2 separate regions of the Delphinus delphis genome follow, and region 1 is linked to region 2. A link is a contact called in public Hi-C data. All regions are on one chromosome and are shown on one strand. The core of a region is the stretch at or near the end of the contact, and the rest is flanking DNA. Distances in the headings are between cores, read along the strand shown.

Region 1 (4,899 bases), core at 2,036-4,535, 340 kb before region 2:
CAGTAAGTCAAGGTGACTCAGTCTCCCAGACCTCACTCAAACACACTGCTAAAGACTGAGTGATTGGGCTTCCCTGGTGCTGCAGTGGTTAAGAATCCACCTGCCAATGCAGGGGACATGAGTTCGAGCCCTGGGCCAGGAAGATCCCACATGCCACGGAACAACTAAGCCCGTTCACCACAACTACTTAGCCTGCACTCTAGAGCCCGCGAGCCACAGCTACTGAAGCCCGCGGGCCTAGAGCCGGTGCTCTGCAACAAGAGAAGCCACCGCAACGAGAAGCCCACGCACCGTAACAAAGAGTAGCCCCCGCTCACCGCAACTAGAGAAAGATCGCACACAGCAACAAAGACCCAACTCAGCCAAAAATAAATAAATAAATAAAATTTAAAAAAAAAAGACTGAATGATTGTGTCCCTCCCCCCAAATTCATATATTAAATCCTAAAGTCCAATGAGATGGTGTTAGGAGGTGATAAGGTCATGAAGGTGGAGCCCTCGTGAATGGGATTAGTACCCTTATAAAAGGGGCTCCATAGAGCTTCCTTTCCCCCTCTGCCATGTGAGGACACAGCAAAAAGATGGCTGACTAGGAACCAGGAAGCAAGTCTTCACCAGACAACAAATCTGCTGGCACCCTGATTTTGGAGATTCCAGCCTCTAGAACTAAGAAATAAATGTTGTTTAAGCCACCCAGGTTATGGTATTTTTGTCCTAGCAGTCCTAAAGGACCAAGACAACCACCTCTTCTCTTGTGCCCCCAGCTACTGTCCCCGTGAAGACCCTTATCATCTCATGCCTGCCTTCATCTCATGACTCTGCCAATCCATCCTCCACACAGCAGACAATGATGTCTCAAATACATAAAGCTGGTGTCACCCCTTCACAGTTGCTTTCACAGCCTATGAGTTGTTCTAGCACTGGAGGCGCACCTCTGCCCTGCGTCACATGTTCTCTCCCCTTGGAATAAACTCTGCCCTCACTCCATCCTTTGCCAGGTGAAGCCTTACTGATCTTTTTAGATTCAGGTCAAGAATTGCCTCTTTTGCGAAAGTGGTCCCCTTCCTCCCTGGAGCAGGGTTCAATAATCCCATCTGTATTAATTTCCTAGGGCTGCTATTAATAATGTACCACAAACTGGGTGGCTTAGAAGAACAGGAATTTATTCTCTCACAGTTCTAGGGGCTTGACACCTGCTCCCTCTGAAGGCTCTAAAGGAAGACTCCTTCCTTGCCTCTTCCTTGCCTCTTCCTAACTCCTGCAATCTCTGGTCCTCCCTGGCTTGCAGTTGCATCGTTCCAATTTCTGCCTCTGTCTTCATATGGTATTCTTCCTATATGTCTCCATGTCCAAATTTCCCTTTTCTTATAAGGACACTAGTCCTTGGGTTAGAGTCCAACTAATCCAATATCATCCTAACTTGATTACATCTGCAAAGACCCTATTTCCAAATAAGGTCAAATTCACAGATACTGGGGAGTTAGAGCTTGAACATATTTATTTGGGGGACACATTCAACCTACAACGCTATCTTTGTGCTCCCATTGTATCTGAGCACACCTTAGACATTTAAACAGTAACAATTATTTCCAGCTCTGTCAAACAACAACTTCTCATTTATCTTTTCATTCCAAGCCTCAGGCATACAGTAGTCCCTCTTTAAAAGTTGAATAATCTGCAAAAAGCTTCCTTTCCTTAGTCCTTTTCCATTTCATAGCCTATCTTCCTTGTTACTGTATCACAATTTCTAACACATTCACACATAAACATTATTACGTGATAGTTTCCGGGCATGACTAAACACAGTGTAGTGCTGATACTTGTCATCTGCTTTCTGCATTGGCTTCAAATGGATATATTTCACAATGGACACTATCCAAGTAAATCATGTTTACTAAATTAATGCCGAATATAAAAGTCAGCCAGAAATAATTTTAAAATGTGTCTGCTACTAACAGTTTCACACTCAGCTAAATTTCATAGTGAACACACACATGTGTACAAAGACACCCATACGCATGTTTACAGCACATGTTGATTAACTGGAGAGGGAAGATCTTTGCGTACAAATATCAAGGATAGGAACTCCCACGTGGAAAGAGTTATGCTACTCTATTCAAAAGATGAGAAATCTAAGGGTGTCCTACCAAACCAACAGGAAGCCTTCCAATAGCCTCTCCTAGAACTGCCATTCCCCATTCCTCTGAAGACAAATAGATGAGGGAACTGGTGTTCTTGGTACCCCTTTTTAAATCAACTGCCCCATGCAAAAACACGTACTGCACAAAGACCTACTGTATAGCACAGGGAACTATATTTAATATTTTGTAATAACCTATAAGGGAAGAGAATCTGAAGAATACATAATATACATATATATACATATACATTTATATATATATATATGAATAGCTGTGCTGTAGACCTGAAACTAACACGATATTGTAAATCAACTACACCCGAATTTTTAAAAAAGTCCTGCACAAACACTACCTTCTTGTCTGTCCATAAATGAATAAAGGCTGATGAAAGCAGCGATAAAATTCCACCTAATCTACTCTCCACAATTAAGACAAATACAGCATTTCAGGGCGCTTTCCGCTGACACCCGCCTGCAGCCAACTCTGCCTAGTTGGAAAAATCATCGGGAACAACAGATTTAAGTGCCCCAATGCCGAGACAATGGTTCCTCTGAAAGAATCGGGAAACTCGGCGAAGCGGCAGGAAAAGGGAGGAGAGGCATTAGGGTGGACATGTCAGGAAGTGAAAGCCCAGTTTAAAACTCGACAGAGGAGGGGGTGGGGGGACGCTCCCAGGAACTGGGAAGGAACCAGGGAGGTGATGCCCCCGGGGCTAGCCGGGGTCTCCCAGGGAGGGACTGCTCCCGGCGAGGGCTCCGCCTGCAGCGACCCGGACACTCCGGGCGAAACGTGAAGGCCAGTATCCTTGCAGAAAAAGGGTTGAGGTTCCCCAAAACACGTCTCCACCCGTACCCCAAGGGGCAAAGGAAGCAGGCGAGCTGCTTCCCACCGGGAAAGGAGGGACGGGTGGCAGGTCTGAGGGAGGCCGTTCCCCACCCACGCGCTGAAGGCGCAGCTCCAGCCTCATCCCAGAGCCGAGGCGGCGATCCCACGGCAGGACCAGCGAGCCGGGGACCTCGGATGTACCTTTAACGCCCGCCATGTCTCCCGAGCTGGGGCCGCGGCTGCTTCCGGCTTCTTGCCACGGCCCCTGCCCCCGCCCAGGCCCGGTCCATGGCCGTACCTAGGGTGCCGAGCCCGCCCCGCCACGCAGAGCTCCGCCCCTGCCGAGCCAGATCTCCCCCGTCCCCGCCGCTCAGAACCCCTCCCCTGCCAGTTCCTATAGATCGTCCCCACGGCTCAGCCACCCAGAGCCCCGCCCCTGCTGGTCTCCACCCCCGCCACTCTGAACCCGCCCCTGCCGGTCTCGATCGACTGTCCCCCAGGCCCAGCCACTCAGAGCCCCGCCCCTGAGGGTCCCGATCTCCGCCTCCCACCCCCCTGCCCAGCCACCCAGAGCCCCGCCCCTGCCGGTCCGAGCCCGCCCCCGCCACTCAGAGCCCCACCCCGCCCCGCAGAACCCCGCCCCTACCCCGATCGCGCTGATAGGCTTGCCACGCAAATCCTCTTTCTCTCCGTAGCCGCGACTTTGCTCCACTAGCTCTCCTGCTAGGTCCTAAGCATATGCATAATCCCGGAACTGGCCCCACGCTCCTCTCTTCCATCTGTGGCTGGGACCCTGGCCGCGCCGAACCGCTAGGTACGCGGGCCCAGACGCTCCCCCACAAACCACCAGGACGCGTCCAGCACGGCGCGGAAGGAATCTCTGCGTGAGGGTGGAGAAGATGGAGCGAGGACTCGGAAAGTTACAGTCGGTAGAGGAGGAAGGAATACCCTCTTACTCTGGCATTACATTCTCCAACCCTAGCGTGCGTTTGTGTGCCTGTCTGCGTTTACGTAACTGAGGCTATGGCGGAGGTAGGGATGGGGACACCAGAGAAGAGGCCCCAAAGATCCTGTTTGTCTGGCCTTGCCTTGCTTAATACCAACTTGAGCACTTTTCGAGCACTAGCGTTTTCTTCGTTACACCCTGGTGTATCTATAGAGACAAAAACCAATAAGCTGTTTTGAGTCTGAGGCTTTCATGAACCTTTAAATAAATAGCTATTATTTTTATCCTTGGGGCCTCAAGGTCTGTAGGTAACCAAGGCCAATTTAGACTTCAAAGGGCCATTTCGTATTTTTCTTACAGGAACAGAGAGTTCTCTTGGTGGATACAATCTGCAAGAGACGTTAAATACTATCTGGTCCAAGCGCTTCATTTTACCTTTACGGAAAGAGGCTCAGAAGGGACAGGACTTGCCTGCTTCACACAGCTCTTTGGAGAAGGTTGGATTATGGGCCACTTATCTCTTATTCTAGCTGAGAAGCCCTCCACCTTATGGTGCTGCGCCTCTTCTATTGCTTTTTCTTAATTTTCAACAGGACTGAAAGATAAAGGGGTTCGTGGGAATCCAGGTTCCCCTGACTGTATAAGTACAAATTCTCACCACCAGCACCTTTCAGGATCCCTGCTCGGTTCCCTTCCCTTTTTCAAAACTGTACACTGAGCATATTATTGTCTCAACACAACGTTTAATTACTTGTGAGTTTATTTTTCTAGCTCCTCCCATTTCTCCTCATAGATGGAAAGTACACTTATTAAAAACTGTGTTGCTCTGAGGGTTGCCAGAGGAGAGGGGCGTGTGAAGTGGGGAAAACAGGTGAAGGGGATTAAGAGGTACAAATTTCAGGTTAGAAGATAAGTTAAGTCATGGGGATGTAGTATACAGCATAGGGAATATAGTCAGTAACACTGTACTTTGTATAGTGACAGATGG
Region 2 (4,402 bases), core at 587-3,086:
AAATGCCTATCACGCCCTCTGAATGTGAATGAGATGAGTGTAACACGAATCCACCTTGCTCCATGCAACTGTCTTCTTAAACAATGACCCTGAACAACCATTTATTAAGATTTTCTTTCTAAATAAGTCAATCCGCGATGAAAGGTCCATCCCCACGTAACAAACCCCACGGACCACCACACAGGGGTGTGTCCCGCTTTGGGAAGAGAGAGAAAAGGGGGTAGAGAAAGAGAGGAAGGAAGGATTCGAACCAATATTAGATTCTGCCTAGTATGTTGCCACGCGGTTGTTATGCAGAACATCATGGAAGCAAACTATTTTAAAACTTGGGAAATACAGTAGCCTTTAAATTTGATCATTTCCTCCTTCACGGTGTTAGTGAGACTTCTCTGCACGTAACCCAGAACGGTACACCCGCCCGGGAGGGAGAGCGCGAGCTCTGGGGTGGACCGGCAAGTGAAGGCGGCCAGAGGAAGGGACAAGGCTGACAGCTTCGCAGAGCGTTGGCGGCGGGTGTGAGACCGGGACCCGCGACCGCCACGGCTACAGGGTTCGAGCTGGACCCTCCGGGGGCACAGGGCTCCCGAGGTGGGAGGATGCTCCCTGCCCACTGCGGGAGCCTCCCTCCTCTGAGCAGAGGAGGCAAGGGCGCGCAGTCGCGCGCGCGCGCACACATCATTCCCCTGGAGTTGTGTCTTGTCTCTTTTGTTTTTCTCCCTTCCCGGTCATGAGACCCGGAAGTTTTTTTTTTTTTTTTTAATCCTGTCTCTCTCTTTTCCAACCCCCACCCCCCCAATCTATCACATGGCAGAGATAGAATAAAAACAGAAAAATGGCGACGGTCACGTTGTGGCGAGCACGTTGTATCCTTGCTGCGTCATTAGATAATCCTCATGCAAATAGCTTGAAGAACAAAGGAAGGGGGGCCCGAGACCCCCGGGGGCGCAGGTGGGTGTGGGGGCGGCGTGCCGGGCGCGGGGGTGGCGGTGCGTGCGCCAAGCCGAGCGCCGGCGGGAGGCGTGCGGCCGCGCGGGGTTCCGTGCGCCGAGTGTCTACGTCCGTGTGCGCGCCCCTGCGGCGCGGTGGAGCGCTGGCCGGGCCGCTCCTGGCCGGGTCTCGCGGCGCCAGAGCCCGCCACCCGCCCGCCCGGGGGCACGGGAAGCCGGGGGCCGAGGAGAGCCGTTCCGGCGAGGCCGGCCGCGACGCGCGCACACGCACACGCCGCCGCGGGGCTCGGCCGGCTCGGCGGCCGCGCGGGGGGCGGGCCGAGGGCGGGCCGGGCGGGGGCCGAGGGCGCGCCGCTGTCCGGCGCTGGGCGGCTGCCTGCAGCCGCCGCGGGGGACCGCACGCAGCTCGCCACCTCGGGGTGGGCGGCGGCGGGGCGCCGGGGCGGCGGCACTGAGCGAGCTGGGACCCCGCACTCTCGCACGGACTTGGAGGGTATTGCTGGGCTGGGTCTGTTGTGCTTGGGGTGTGTTTTTTTCCTGCGGGGTGGGGGTGGGGGTGACCTCGCCCATCGGCATTTGCGCGGTTTCCCTCTGGCCCTCGCTGGGGTGTCAGGAGCGACGCAGGTTGGACAAGGGCGCGGGGAGACCCCCGGTGCCCCGCTCAGGTCCCCTGGCGGGCCGGCGGCGCGGAGGGGCGGGGCGGGTATGTGTAAATGTTGCGCACTCGCTTTTCCCCCACCCCCGCCTGCTTCCAGGCAGCTGGCGTGGGTCCCTCGCCGTCCGGCGGCGACTGTAAATAGAGCCTGGATGTTGTTTACATGAAGGATCCGGCGGGAGGAGTCTGCGAGGAGGAGGCGGAGGAGGAGGAGGGAGGGAGGAGAGAGGAAGACCGGAGTCCCCGCGGCGGCGGCGGCGGCGGCGGCGGCGGTGGCGGTCCGGGGTGAGGGTGAGCCCTGCGCGGCGCGGGCACCGGGCGCTACCACGAGGCCGGGACGCTGGACCCTGGGGTAGGAGAGAGAATGGGCTCGGGGCGGGGAGACGGGGTCTGTCAGAGTGGCATTTTTAGCTTACAACCTGCCACGCAGATTCTCCGGAGCGATAGAGGAGGGGTTTGCGGGGAGGGCGGGGAGGACTGGATTTCTCTGCACGTTCATTCTCCTATCCCCAATCTTTTCCCGCTTCCTTTCGGGGCTCACCTGTTTATTTCCATCAGCAAGAGCTTTCAGTTTTTATTTAGACATGAGAGGCTGTTTCTTTTATTAGAAGCGTAATTGGGGAGGGGGGTGCGTGGCTGTAATTTATGCCGGTCCCGGTCGCTTTTCAAGAAGGGGGAGGGGACTTGGCGGAGACCGCCTGTTCTCGGCCGTAGCTAACCCCAGGGCTTCTCCCTGCCTTCCCGCGGCCAAGGAATCTTTTCCCTCACTCAGCTACCCGCAGGCCGGCTGCCACCTTCTTGGAGAAGGACCACACCTGTGTTTATTCCTCGCTTTGGAAGAGAGGTGAGCTGAGAAACCGGGAAATCCTGTGTTCCCCAAAGCTCTTAGCCAACCATCCCATCCCAGAATTGGCCAGAAAGTGCTGCTTTCACCTGCTGATTGCCCTGGGCACGCCCATCCCCCCACCCCGGCAAGTAGTGGTCTACAGGTGTGTTGGGATTTTCTCTTGCCTCTGGACCTGCACCCCACCACCCGGCAACTAACTGCTGGGTTTAGATTGAGAGAGAAGTGATCCCCTTGGATTTAGTGTGCGTTCTGCATTCCCCAGTGGGTCTTCCAATGGAATCGTCTGCTCTTCCGCCACAGCCCCCTTTATTCTTCCACTAAGAGCTTAGTCCAGAATCTGGCCTAAGCAGCCAGTCCCTGGCTCTCTTTTTCTGGGCTCCACCCTGGCCCCTCTTGGTTCTCCAGAGCCAAGCACGCCTCCCAAGCAGAAGGCACACCCTGCCCTAAATCTCCTCCATTCCAAAAGGGAGGGGAAAACAGTGGAAGAGAAGGGAGCCAGGGGTCTTCCTTCTGTCCTGAGTATCCCCAACAGCATTTCCCTCTTCAAGCTTGCTGGATTTATAATCCCTTTTTTCTTCTTATCAGCTGCTCCCCCCCACCCTTTGACCCTAGTCCTATGATAGATACTTAGGGAGGTGCGGATGGGGGGGGGTGGATTGTCACCCCTTTTTCCTGGTGCGAGGCATTTTCCTTCTCCTTGGTCTTTTCATTTTTGAGACGCTTAACAAGTAAAATATGTAAATATGTTTGCATGCTTATTTGAACTTGTTTTCTTGCTGGCTAATGAATAGCTGGGACTCAAAAGGGAGGGAGGGGAAAGCGACGAGAGGTGCACATTCCCGCTGGTGTCCCCCACATGAACATCCCCAGAGTTGCAGGAGGAGACCCTTCTGTGAAAGCCAACAGTCTCCCTTCCATGACATCACCACCTAAGCCCTTCCAACTTTAGCTTCAGAACAGGAAGAAGGCTCAAAATAGAACTACCTTAGGAATCCAGCTCCTTTTAGAAGATCAACTTTTAAATCAGCTGCAGGAGGAACACTGAACTTTGACATGGGTAGAGAAAGCTATAGTGTTTGTAGTAATTGGTTCTTTGGGGGAAGGGTATGGGGATACTTTCCACGTATATTCACGAAATGCTTTTCTCAAGGTCAGTTGGGTACCTAGACCGATGAATGATTAATCAGATGGTTCTAGATTCTTTATTGAATTATTCATGTGTTTCGGTATGTCAACAGTAACAAGTACTTTTCAGAATGAATTAAAGAGGGGCTCCTAGAATGTGCTCTAGAGAGTCTGCTAGAGATAGAGGAGGTTGTTGGTGGGGAGGGAGCTTTTGAAGGCGAGGAATCTGAGGATGCAGTGACAGCTGTTGTGAGTATGGAAGTTGAGAGGCTTACTATAAACAATGCCTGTAACTTTTGCAGGGTGACTAATATCCTGGACAAAGAACTAACGATGTCAGGATTTTCCACCTTTACCTCGAAAATTAACTCCATATCTTTGAATCATGATGTCTCCATTTTTTTCCCTGAATTCTCTGAGCAGAAAGAGTTGTTCAGTCTTTAGGAAGGGCTGCTTAATAAATGATCATCACTGAAGTATTAACGACCATAAGGATTAGAAGTAAGGCAGAAAATACTTGGCATAATTTGAGTACCTGGTGGGTGCTGTAGAATGACTTGCTGGGTGAAGGGTTCCGGTTTGAAAAAAAGTCCGGATGACAGGACTTTCTCTACCTGCATTAATGCAGTAGCCACTAGCCACGTGTGGCTGTCAAGCACCTGAAATCTGGGTAGGGTGATAAGTCGATTTTTAAATCAAAAATTGGTGTTCCATTCAGTTTTTGGAAAACTTCGTTGTGTTTGGAAACAAGTTGGATATGTGCATCTACTTTTTAAGCTGTAACTTTTATGAAATCTAAATTCAGATTGAGTATTTCTGATGAAGGTT

The links. Hi-C and Micro-C count contacts between places; a contact is called where the count stands out from the background.
Region 1: a Hi-C map of lung shows a contact between it and region 2, with 6 times the contacts expected there. The contact joins the promoter of LEPROT here to the promoter of JAK1 in region 2. A contact is called at or near these places in 2 of 3 Hi-C or Micro-C datasets (lung and muscle).

Annotation. Positions count from the first base shown.
Region 1 is chr1:55,791,634-55,796,532 of mDelDel1.2, reverse strand. LEPROT (leptin receptor overlapping transcript) reads right to left here and starts at 3,285. Exons shown (of 4, transcript XM_060023322.1): 1 at 3,167-3,285. The coding sequence starts at 3,182.
Region 2 is chr1:55,450,287-55,454,688 of mDelDel1.2, reverse strand. It overlaps JAK1 (Janus kinase 1), which reads left to right and starts at 1,836. Exons shown (of 27, transcript XM_069541134.1): 1 at 1,836-1,954; 2 at 2,375-2,446.